2 separate regions of the Mus musculus genome follow, and region 1 is linked to region 2. A link is a contact called in public Micro-C data. All regions are on one chromosome and are shown on one strand. Each heading gives the region's core, a stretch centred on a gene start, on an enhancer-like site or on the middle of the called end of the contact. The rest is flanking DNA. Distances are from core to core; before and after follow the strand shown.

Evidence for each region. Hi-C and Micro-C count contacts between places; a contact is called where the count stands out from the background.
Region 1: a contact with region 2 is called in a Micro-C map of embryonic stem cells, with 5 times the contacts expected there. The contact joins the promoter of D5Ertd579e here to the promoter of Mrfap1 in region 2. A contact is called at or near these places in 13 of 484 Hi-C or Micro-C datasets (the C2C12 cell line, CD4 T cells, CD8 T cells and 8 more), 2 of 115 datasets of contacts at active chromatin or transcription factors (memory CD8 T cells and trophoblast stem cells) and 3 of 9 other capture datasets (adipose tissue, liver and pancreatic islet).

What each region holds. Positions count from the first base shown.
Region 1 is chr5:36,694,137-36,700,298 of GRCm38.p6, reverse strand. D5Ertd579e (DNA segment, Chr 5, ERATO Doi 579, expressed) reads left to right here and starts at 4,278. Exons shown (of 9, transcript NM_001081232.3): 1 at 4,278-4,444. It overlaps Gm32725 (a long non-coding RNA gene), which reads left to right. Exons shown (of 3, transcript XR_868354.3): 3 at 1,348-2,065.
Region 2 is chr5:36,792,968-36,798,693 of GRCm38.p6, reverse strand. Mrfap1 (Morf4 family associated protein 1) reads left to right here and starts at 1,940. Exons shown (of 2, transcript NM_026242.3): 1 at 1,940-2,491; 2 at 2,750-3,827. The coding sequence starts at 2,101. The coding sequence ends at 2,478.

The DNA.
Region 1 (6,162 bases), core at 3,029-5,528, 100 kb after region 2:
TAGAACTGTCCCGTAAGACAGATACATTGAACCCTCACCCCTAGGACCTCTGTGTGTCTCTCCTCCTTGAAAAGCAAGACTTTGCAGATGCCATTAGTGAGGATGAGGACAGTCCACTGGATGTGAGTATGCTGTGGGGCTGGTAGGAGTGCTGAGGTATGGAAGTCACATATAGGCACCTCGTGGTTGGAAGAAAGATATGGTCATGATGGTGCCATCCTGAGGGTGAGAGTACCACTTTACCCAGTACCCTGGAAAAAAGCCACTAACTTGTTTAGCTCCAGGCTTGGAGGTCAGTGAGAGGGGTCTAGGTCCAGCCCAGCTCTGGTGCTGGGAGCTGCTTCTGTGCAGTCCTCTCTCTGCCTTGCTGAGCTTGGAGAGAGCAGAAGTGGTTCTGTGGAGAGGGGATGGCTGCTCTACCTTTTTCCAATGAGGTCACCCAGGAGTCCTGTAGGAGCAGCCTGCTCTGCAGAGGCCTGGCTGCCATGGCAGGCTGCAGGCTCTGAGGCTGCTTTCGTCAGCCTCCAGGTCACATAGGGATGAGTGGAGTGAAGCAGAGGAAAAGGAAGGGACGGGGAAGAGGAAACATCGAAAGCAAGGTAGGATCAGAGCTCTGGAAGCCTGGAGCTAATGCTGGTGTTTGGCTTACTGTGAATAGGGTACTGTTTTGGACCCCGTAGGAGGCTCATTTCCTTCAAAAGCAATCCTTGATGTCTGATACTCACGATTATTGTGAGCATTTTAAAGATGAGGATGGTATTAGCTTTCCTGTGGCAGTGAGGTAAGGCAAGTGGGGCCTGGTTTCTACCCAGTAACCCAGTTCATGCCTCCCAAAGCCCCTTGCTGTATAGATGGGGAAACTGAGGCTCAATCAGGGAGATTGGGTAAAGAAGATCCAAGCTCCGAGGAGGCTTGGCTCTGCCTTCAATTCACCAGAGTGTTATCGAATGCCACAAAACACCCTCCAACTCTAGCCTGTCATTCACCAGGCATATGTGTGGCAAACTCTGCCTCCGCTGGCGCCCTCCAGGACCCCTACTAAGGCTGAGAAGATCTGAGTCAAATCGGGGTGGGGGTGGGGGTGGGGTGGTTGTCATTTCCACCCACCCATCATGTGTCTTTGTGCAGGGGTCAGATAAGTGGTTTATGTCTCTGAACCTGAGATTCTCTCTCTCTCTCTCTCTCTCTCTCTCTCTGTCTCTCTCTCACACACACACACACACATACACACACACTGGCAGAATGAGAGCCAGAGAGCAAGAGAGAGAGAGAGAGAGAGAGAGAGAGAGAGAGAGAGAGAGAGAGCGAGCGAACAAACACAACTATGATGATGATTTTTTTTTTCAGAGATGAATGGGAGCTCTGCCACTGTTTCTTCTTTTGCTACTCTGTTTCAGCAGGGGCCTCTGGCCTCATTTGTGTTCCCTGGGGACCACAGCTATGGCACCAGAGCCGAAGTTATCCTGAGTTCACCTCAGCTGATCTGTAGGCAGCAACTTTAAGGAAGACACGTGTAGAGTGGCAAGTGGAAGGCAGGGTACTGCTGAGTCTGAGCTCTCCGAAAGAGTAGCCATAGAAGACCAAATTGCATAAATGAACCCCCTGGACAAGGACACCACTCTCCTGGAAAAAGGGTCTCAATGTGAAAACCAACACACAAACAAGATACTCTCAAGTATTGCTCAGAACTGGGACCCGAGAAACACTGCAGGACTGGGAAGCAGACTGCTATAAATTGGCATCAGGGAAAGTATATATGTATGGCTGACACTGGACCTGACCTTGGAACGGGAAGGAGCCAGCGAGGCAAAGATCTGGAGAGCCTGGGCAAAGGTTCCACAGGTGCAAAGGTCCTGAGACTGCAGTCCACACACCTTCCAGAGCTCCCGATCAGTACAGTCGGAATTGCAGGCGTTACTTCATTAAGACAAAGGAAACCACTTTCAGTCTTCTGTGACTTCCTCACTGCCTCCAAATCCTCCAAGCTACTATGATTTTTTTTTCTTTCAGGAAATTCTTCAAGGTTTAGTAATCAGTGGTTTATAAAAAAAAACCTGGCCTGTGATTGAGTAACAAAAGTAAAGTTTTTTGTTTTGGGGGGGCGGGGGGAGGTTGGGGAGACTGCCCAGTTAGTAAAAGCACCTGCATGAGTTTGGATCCCCAGTATCCACATTTAAAAAATAAGTGGGAGCAAGAGTGTATGCCTTTTTCTTTTTTTCTTTTCTTTTCTTTTTTTCTTATTAAGACAGGGTGTCACTATGTCACTATGACATCTATGTACATCACTATGTACACCTGGAACTCACTATGTAGACTAGGTTGGCCTTGAACTCACAGAGATCAGGAGGCCTGCCACTGCTTCTTGGGTGTTGGCACACTACCACACCTGGCCTAAGGAGTGCATGCCTTTAATTCTAGCACTGGGGAGGGAGCACAGGAAGCCCCCCCCCACCCCCCACCCCCCCCCCCCCCCCCCCGGCCCCGAGCTGGCTAGCAAGCCAGTCTAGCTGAACCTATGAGCTCCAGGTTCCGTGAGAGGCAATGTCTCACAAGGTTAAAAACCAAAACACACACACAAACACAAAAGACAGAGGGCTGATGAGAGATTCTCGGTGGGTAAAAGTTTGTTGCCCTGAGGACCTAAGTTTGATCCCTGGAATTCACACGGTAGAAGGAGAGAAACGGACTCTTGTGGGTTGTCCTCTGACCCCACACTGCGATCCATTAGTACACATCAATAAATAAGTCTAAAAAACATAAGATGGAGTGTGATTGATAACTGATGTTACCCTTTGACCTCCACAGGTGCCTGCCCACAATCACCCGAGGAACACATACACACAGATTATAGTCAACAGGATGGCTACAAAGTGGCTGTGTTATCTTTCCTTTCATATGTTTGCGATACTTTGTTACTCTTTTAAAACTGCCCTACTATCGATATGCCTTTACAGAAGGTACAGACTAGGAGACACTAATGTTATTATGGATGTATGTACCAAAAAATGTGTGCAAATTCTCCATATTTAGGGAAATGTTTCCCTGGTCTGTGCAAGCCTGGCTTCTGAGGTCCTGAAGATCCTGACACCATTTATGCCCACCTTCACTCTCAGATGACCCTGGATTTTCCACTCTCTCGCATGTTATATGAGTTTGCCTGGCTGCCCGCCCTGGAACAGGTAACCAAAAGATGTGTAGTAAATAAAACTGTGGCTTGTGACTCACCTCAAATGAACCCCGAGGCAACAAAAGGGGGAGCAAACTAAGGAAGGGTAAGACTTGGGTGAAGGAAAAGATCCCCGACAATAGAGCCAAAGGCCTGTGCTCAAATTCTGCCTCCATCCCGAGGCGTCACCCACTCCCCAGCCTGTTCCGGGTCTCTCCAGGAAGGCTTTACTTTGGGTTTCTCCGGGAGAGTGAAAAGATGTTTGTTGGAACAGTATGGATTCTATGAAAGGACAGTTCTTTTAGGTTCCTGACCTTGGCTTGCATACAAGAGTCCAGCCTACCTCAGCAGAAAAGTACTTCCAGTTCTCTGCTCCTCCCAGAAGCCTGAGCTGAGCTTGGGAACTCCGGGTCTCAGACTCTGAACCCAAGAACAGGGCCTGGTGCCTGGCGGTGCTCAATGAGTTTGATGAACTACATGCAGGTCACTCCCCTACGGGACCTGTTCTTGCCTTTGTATAGAAGGCACATCTCTGGCTTTTCTTCCTGGTACTTCTGACATCTACATCTGCTTTTCTGGAAGAGCCTAGGAGTCACATTTAGGGAAGGTGAGTAGGTGGGAAGAGGCTTTTGATTAAAAGGTTAGTGCACATTTTTGGCTCCCACTTCCGAATCTTCCAGAAGGTCTTTTATTTTTTGCCTACTTAATAATAACATAAAAAAGCCATGTCACTTTTTGTTTTTAATTGAAGTCTTTATGTTAAGCCGCCCACTCCAGCCATTCCAGGACATGGCGAAGAGGGGGCGCGGACAGGTGTAACGCGGGGGTTTGTGTTGGAAGGGCTCTGCAAAGCCGGGTCTCAGTGACCCAGCGGGAGGTCACCGACCCAGGAGCCCTCTCTCAGGGCCTGGTAAAGCTTCAAAGCCTCGGATCCTCAGGTCGGCCTCGTGGTGTCAGGATCTTCAGGACCCCAGAATCCAGTCCTGCGCGCCTGCTGCTCCCCCACCCACACAGCACGAGGGCGGAGCCCCGGCGCGCTGATGTAATCCCGGCGCCTGGGCGGAAGGATATGGAACGCGGCGTTGGCTGGCCGGGCGCTGAGGCTGTTGCCAGGTAACGCAGCGGAGCGGCTGCCGCGCGCCGCCTCCCGCCCTCCGCCGCCTGGCGCTGGGGCCGCCGCCGCTTTACGTAAGGCGCAGGCCAGGGCCGCCCGGCGCTCGGCAGCCGCCTGCAGCCCTCGGAGCGCAAGGAGAGGCGCCCACCCGGTAGCCTTGGCAGGTAGGCGGCGGCCGGGAGCGGGGCCGTGGCGGGTGGCGGGCCAGAGGGATGTCCGGCTCGAGGACCCCGCGGGCGGCGTGCGATGAGTGCGCACAATGGGCCGCGGCGGGCTGAGGCGGCCCGGCCTGAGGACAGCGGCCTCGCCTCGCCCCGCGCCCTCAGCTTTGTCCTTCGGCGGTCGGGGGCGGGCGCGGCGCGGTGAGTGGCGGGCACGCGGGCCTATGGCGCGGGGTCGAAGAAGGTGACGGCCGAGGGCAGAAGTGACAGGCCCCGGAGTCGCCGGCCTGCGCGCGCCACCGCCCGGACCCTCGCGGCCCGGCTTCCGGCCGGCGTCCCGGGAGCTCCCGGTGGACGCCGGGCCAGGGCTGAGCGCTTTGCGTAGAGGCCAGGACAGGGCGAGCAGTGGGGAGCAGACCCCGAACCTGGCAGCCCCTCCCTTCAGTGTTTGCCCTTCTGTAGACAAACCTTAAAGGTTTAACCAAGAAAAGTGAGATGGGGGATAAACGGGAGGGGGACATGCGACTCCGGAGTCATTTACTAAACGGGGTTCTTGGGTCTCATCACCTGCTTTGCCTTGTTGCCCAAGTAACTGACAATGCATTTTGCGTTTCTGGTTCTTGGCTTGCTAAGGAAACGGTAGGAGAGGCTTGCCGAGGAGCCGGGGACGTGCAGTTTGGATAACAGGTGATGCCATGGAAAAGCCTATGCAGTGAAAACCCCACGCAAGATTTCTGCCACCAGTATAGGACCCGTTGCATGACACTTTGTCGGTTTTAGAGACTTCAGATTTAAAAGAAGGGGAAAAATATCTGTCACTCTGCATTCTGAAGGTCAAATATTCGCCCGCAGATGTTTTGGGCTGAACCATTCTTAACTAGGTCTCAGGATCTTTATGACAAAAACCATTCTGGAACTGTGCATTTGAAATACCCATGGAGGCTTCTTGCAGTTGATACTTATTATTGTAGATTTAGTTGCTATTCTTGCCAACTGATGTACTTTTAAAACGTGTTCTTTCACAAGTTCATTTATATATCTCTATAATGTCCCTTTATCATATTTCCCCACTATCTTCTCTTAGACAAACATTGAATTATAATTATATATTAATGTGTGTGTTTGGGTGCATGTATATTTAACGCGTGGAGGCCAGTGATCAATATCAGATGTTTTTTATAATTGTTTTAAAAATATTTATTTGATGTGTATTGGTATTTTACCTGCATGTATATCTGTGTAAGGGTGTCAGATCCCCTGGAACTGGAGTTACATACAGTTGTGAGCCACTGTGCAGTTGCTAGGAATTGAACCCCGGTCCTGTGGAAGACCGGCCCGTGCTCTTGATCACGGAGCCATCTCTCCAGCCCTCAGGTGTTACTTTTGAGATAGGGTCTCACTAGGTAGATTAGGCTGGCCAAGTACTTTAGAGCTATGTCTGCCTCTGACTTTGAAATGCTGGGATTTGAGTCATGGTCTCTCACTGAACCTGGAACTCACTAGTTCAGCAAGGGTGACTGGCCAGCAAGCCTCAGGGGTCCTCCCATGTCAGCCTCCCCATCGCTGGGACGCCACAAATGTTTAATCATTTAAAAAGTAGTTAGGGCTGGAAATGTAGCCCAGATGAAGTCCGCTATTAAATTCTCAGAATGTAAAACAAAATAGGCCTTCAAATTGACTGTAACAGGTTTTATATGAGCCTATTTTCATTAAGAAAGTAG
Region 2 (5,726 bases), core at 691-3,190:
CTTTAAGGGAACAATGTAACAACCAGCCTTACTTGCCTTGAATTTCCCATGTAATCCACTTTTACAACCTAAGCTAATACTTAGCTATTACATTATGTACTCTTCCATGCCGCTGACCCAGACAAAACAGCAAATACAAAAATTGGAAGCAACTTCCTAAAATCTACTATAAAGTTTGAAAGCAACCGATGATTATCTGTTGAAAAATAATGATAAGTTTGTGATCTGGGTCAGTCGGGATTAGTTGGCATCAGTGACTTAATCCTTTGTTAAAGATTTCTACAAAGTGCCCCATTCCTTCCCCATTCGATGCTGATGCTTTCAAAGTCACTCAGTAAAGATGAAGCAAAGCCCTTTGTTAAGGACAGACACACCCCTCACAGAAGGACAGACAGAGTCAGAGATAAACAGATTCCCAAGAGAGCCTTTAGGCAGGCACAGATTCAGAGTCACACAACAGACAGACAGAGGACAGACAACACAGGGAGCCTGAAACACACAGTTCGGATCTGGACTCACTCTTAGTTAAACAACTCCAAGAAGAATTGCTTCTGTTTCTTTCCTTAATGTGACACTGATACATTATTGGTAACTCAGAGGGAATCACTAATGGGTACAATCCATGTGCAGGGTTTTGGGTGGATTCATGGGTTCAACTAATTTGCTGGGTTGTACAGTAGAAGCTGTCTTAGCCATAGAGATCACATTCCCACCAATTAAGACGGGAGGGAGGGGCAGAGTGAGAGGGTGAGGGAGGGGAAGGGAGAGTAGTAGCGAGAGGGAGAGAAAGAAGAGAATTTCCTGGGATCAATGTATACCAGCCTTTCCCCATGTCAGGGTTCTGCAGTCTAAGTATCCTGATGCAGTGTGCAACAGTATCCCATTGTCCTCTGAACCATTTGCTTATTCATGTTCTTACCCTGGATTATTTTTAAACAAAAGCCACTGAGTGTAGAGTCCAATTAAAGATATGCACTTTATATATGCCTATGGTTGGTTTTTGCAAAATGGTTTCACGACTTGTGGTTAGAAAACCAGTGAGATACATAGTTTAGATTCCTGAGAAAGTACTGTCTGATCGTAGACTAAGAATTCGGCATCTCCCCTTAAAGTTCAGTGTTGGTTGAGTAACAGTTACGCAAATGTAGTCGTCTGAGCCAACTTCTGTCCTTTCCACAGCAAGTGATCACCAACTGAATGTGACCTGGGGCCTCAGAAAGCATCAGACAATAGTTTCACCTTAGGAAGCCAGGAGCTCTGTCAGGTAAAAACACACCCAGCCACTCCGTCAATCAAGATATGATAATTCACTTAAACTAACCAAAGGGGCGGAGCTATGAGCAGGATGACTGTCCACACATGGCTTTCCAAGATTCCTCTTTCCCCAGTTTCGAAAAACTGTTTTTGTTGTTGTTGTTGTTGTTTGTTTGGTGGTTTTGATTTGTTTTGAAACAGGGTCTATGTACTGAACTCACTATGTACACCAGGATGACCTCAAACTCAAGGATCGGTCTGCCTGCCGCCTCTACCTCCCAGGTGCTGGAATTAAAGGCGGGCTCTTTTTCTTTTTTAAAAGTAAACTTGTCGGGTGCGGTGGCTCACACCTGCGACACGGGAAGCTACGGCAAGAGGACTGCCTAGAGTTCAAGATCAGTTTAAGCCAAATAATTGAGTTCCAGGCCAGCCTTGGCTACAGCGTGAGGTCCTGTTTCAAAAAGTAAATAAATAAAATCGGAATAAGATACAGGAAGGGACGAACTTCGCATCACCCAGAGCAGCTGCAAAAGCTGCGAAAGGGAGGCCGACCTAATGTCAGCGCGCGGCCGCAGAGGCGCTCGCCCCGCCCCTTCGTGGACGCGAGCGCGCCCGCCCCTTTCAGCGCGGCCGTAAAGAGGGGGCGCGGAGGTGTCGTGAAAGGGGTCGCAAAGCGCCGAGCGCTGGTTGACGGTTGAGACTCCATTTTGTTCGTCGCTCGCCCGCTCGGCAGTCACTCGTCTCCGTGGCTTCTCCGAGGCGGAAAGTTGGACCGGCGGCGGAAGTTTTGAGGACTCGGCCCGAGCTCCGTCCGTGAGGGTCGTGCAGACGAGCAGAGCAGCGGCGATGCGGCCCCTGGACGCGGTGGAGCTGGCGGAGCCCGAGGAGGTGGAGGTGCTGGAGCCCGAGGAGGACTTCGAGCAGTTTCTGCTGCCCGTCATCCACGAGATGCGCGAGGACATCGCGTCGCTGACGCGCGAGCGCGGGCGCGCGCCGGCGCGCAACCGGGGCAAGCTGTGGGAGATGGACAATATGCTGATCCAGATCAAGACGCAGGTCGAGGCCTCCGAGGAGAGCGCCCTCAACCACCTGCAGGGTGCCGGCGGCGCCGAGCCCCGCGGCCCCCGGGCGGAGAAGGCCGACGAGAAGGCGCAGGAGATGGCGAAGATGGCCGAGATGCTGGTGCAGCTCGTGCGGCGGATAGAGAAGAGCGAGTCTTCGTGAGGAGCCGGCCGCGGTAAGGGCGGGAGCCTGGCGGGGCGTGGGCGACGGTGGGGGAGGAGGCTGGCTTGTCGCCTCGGGAGTAAACTAGGCCCCCCCTGGGGAAGGAGTAATAGCAAATCGTCGGCGGGGAGACCGTGGAAGTTTCCAGATGGTGCTGGAGAGCATGGGGCCCTAAGTGAGACAGCGTCCAGAAGGGGGCCGGGTATTTGCTTTGCTGTCCGGACAGCGTGATTAACCTCTCGGTGATGAATCTCTCCCGCCCGTGCCTTAGGTTTCCAGCCAATGGATTCTGGTTGAGTGATGGCGATTGGCTGACATGACACCCTGGAGAAGCTGAAACCAGAGAGCCTTTTGTTTTCCTTTTTTTTTTTTTTTATCTCCTTCTTATTTTTTTTTCTTTTCCCCTCTGTCTTCCCTCTGTTTCTCACTGACACTACGTTTCTGCTATGGTCTGCGGTTGACGACCTCGATATGAGTTTTTGATTATTCGGTGGTTCCTTTTTTTTGTTTGTTTGGGGGAAATAACTTTGATTTGGAAAATGCGCTCACATACGGGAATTAGGGCCTAGATTGTAAGCCCTGTGGCAGTTGAATAACGTTCATTCCTGGCCTTTGGTTGTTGTTCCTAAATTTTGAGGTGCTTTGCTCTTTCTTGGGTGACCTGATAGCTCCCTGAACTTTGAATCTCTGTGACACTTGAGACTCAGAGTTGAAGCTCACCGCCTCTGAAAGTTCTGAAGGAGCTGTGTTAATTCTCGAAGACTCCATGCAGCAATGGCAGAAGAGACCAGACTTCATCCGGGACAGTGGATGGGCCTTACATGGCTAGGACTGATGACCTGGGAGAAGGGTCGGAGGATAGTATTGTTTCTATTGGGGGACTTTAATTTCTGTGTGAGACCAAAGGAGGAGAGATGTATTTTGTGCAAAATTTAAATTTTATGTGCTACACTATCTATTGTAACCTGCCTGGTGAGTTTGTTGGGACAGCCTAACTCATTTCTAAAAGAAATGGAACCTCGGATGGGAGAAGAGGTCTTGTTAGTCTGTACAAGTTGGTATCCCCATATATTCGAGGAGATCCTGGCCATAAAATGAAAGATCCTTGCAATACCCTGTGTGGCCTAGGAAGGAAAACCTGCAATGGACCCAAAACTTAAAAGAAGAGGCGTCTTAAAGGTTCATATGTAGTCGAACTATAAATGTATGAGTGGCAGACCTGATAAGCGTTTGAGGTCAAAACCCTTACCATGTTGAAAACAAAATCTTACATGTTAATAAAAGTATTCGTTTGCTTGAAAAGATCAGCCCGGAGAGTTACTAAGAAATATTAAGTGAAGTCTTCCTTCAGTGGCCTGTGTTTAGTTTAAATGAACATTCTCCAGTTTTGGGAGTCTGGGTAAGCAGAAGGGGATTTCGACTGCTGTAGGAAACGTGAGAATAGGAAAGTCTTGATTCCTAGTAGCAAGTCCACAGTCTTAGCCTCTGAGACCAGTCCTTTTACTTGCCTTTTACTTGACTCCTGTTCTTTACCAGTCTTGATGATACAACAGCAACAATGTATTGACTCCCTTCAGACAAGAAGGGCTGGGTCCCCAACTGCTGGGATTGACCCTGTGTGGCCATCATCTCATTCCTAGGTGGCCAAAGTCTAGGGCCCTCCCTTTTAAGGACACCCCACCCTAGACATCTTAGAATTCTTGTGTCTGCTGAGGGAACTGCAGCCCAGCCTAACTTCTGACTGCTCTGCATGTTCCTATCCGGGAGTGACCATTGAACCTCACGTGTATGGTTCCTTCTTGGTACTGCTGAGGCACCAGCTTCTGGGCTCTTAACAGATGCAATTGCCTTAGAACATGGCAGGGGTAAGGAAGGCTTTCCAGAGTGTTGTTTTGATAAGCTTGGCCTTGGATGAGCACAACCTCAGAAGTCAGGAAGAATGGGATAGGCCAGGCACAGGGAAATGAGACCAGACACTGGTGTGGGTTCTAGTAGTGGGGCCAAAGGTCCAGTAAGAATGTGACTCAGGAGGTAACCAACAAGAAAAGGCCATGTTTGGCACATTGCTATGTACTTTATTCAGAATTTATTTGCCACAGATAAACCTTTACTGTCCCAATGTAGCATATCGCATTGGGTTGCTGATTTTAAAGTGATAATCAGGGCCACAGAGATGGCAAGCCTTCCACTAACCCTAAGGAACTAAGTTTGATCTCAGGGACCCACATGGTAGAAGTCAGGAACTGAGCCTTGAAAGTGGCCCTCTGACCTCAACATGCCTTACTGCAACCTGTGCCCCATCTATAAATATATATATTAAATTTTAAATGGCAAGAGAAATGGTTCAGCAGTTAAGGGCACTTGTTGCTCTTGAAGAGGACCCAAGTTCAGTCCCCAACACCCACATGGCAGCTCACAACTCTCTGTAGCCCTTGATTAAGAGGATTCAACACTCTTGAACGTCCAAGACACTGGCATGCATAGTACACATGCATGCAGGCAAACATACATAAACATAATCAAAAGGTTTTTTGTAAATAAGACAGTTCAAGATAGAAGTTCTCTCCTAAGCAATTGAATTATCTAACCTTACCAACATTACATATATTTTAACATATGGCTCCTCCTAGCTTCATCCTGGTTTTAGACAGGTTTTCATTGTATAGCTCAGGCTGGCCCCACTCTGGAGTCCCCTAAGAGTGCATCAGCTTTTGAGAAGAAACAATAACAACAACAAAAAACCCTGAAGCTTAACACCCCTCCCAACCACCCTTCTAAAACTAACTTGGAAGCTTCCCTGTGTGAACATCTATGTCTGTGTGGTTCCCTCTTTACAGAAAGGAGGTGTCGCCCACCTGGGGTGATGGGATGCTTGGCACAGACCCATGAAAGAGCCTCTGGTGAGCACAGCTCTGGCTTCTGAGCACTCGGCAGTAGAGGATGTTCTTGAAGAAAGCAGTTTTAATGTTGGTGGCCACGGCACAACACGGGGTGAGGGACACGTTAATGGATGTCTGGCTCCAGGAGAGGCCATCCTGACGAAGCAGGGGAACAGAAGACTCGAACTCTCCTGTCCTGCTCCCTATCCCAGGGTCTTTGGCAGGCACTGGTCTGTTGAGGTTCTCTGGGAGCTACGTTTCCCTGGGGTGGAGGACTATAGGCATTCAATGCTGCTCACACCTGGACTCTGTTCTCTACCCTCTGGGCATGCGGTAGGGTTGCACTTCCTGATCCCTGTGTTTCACTGG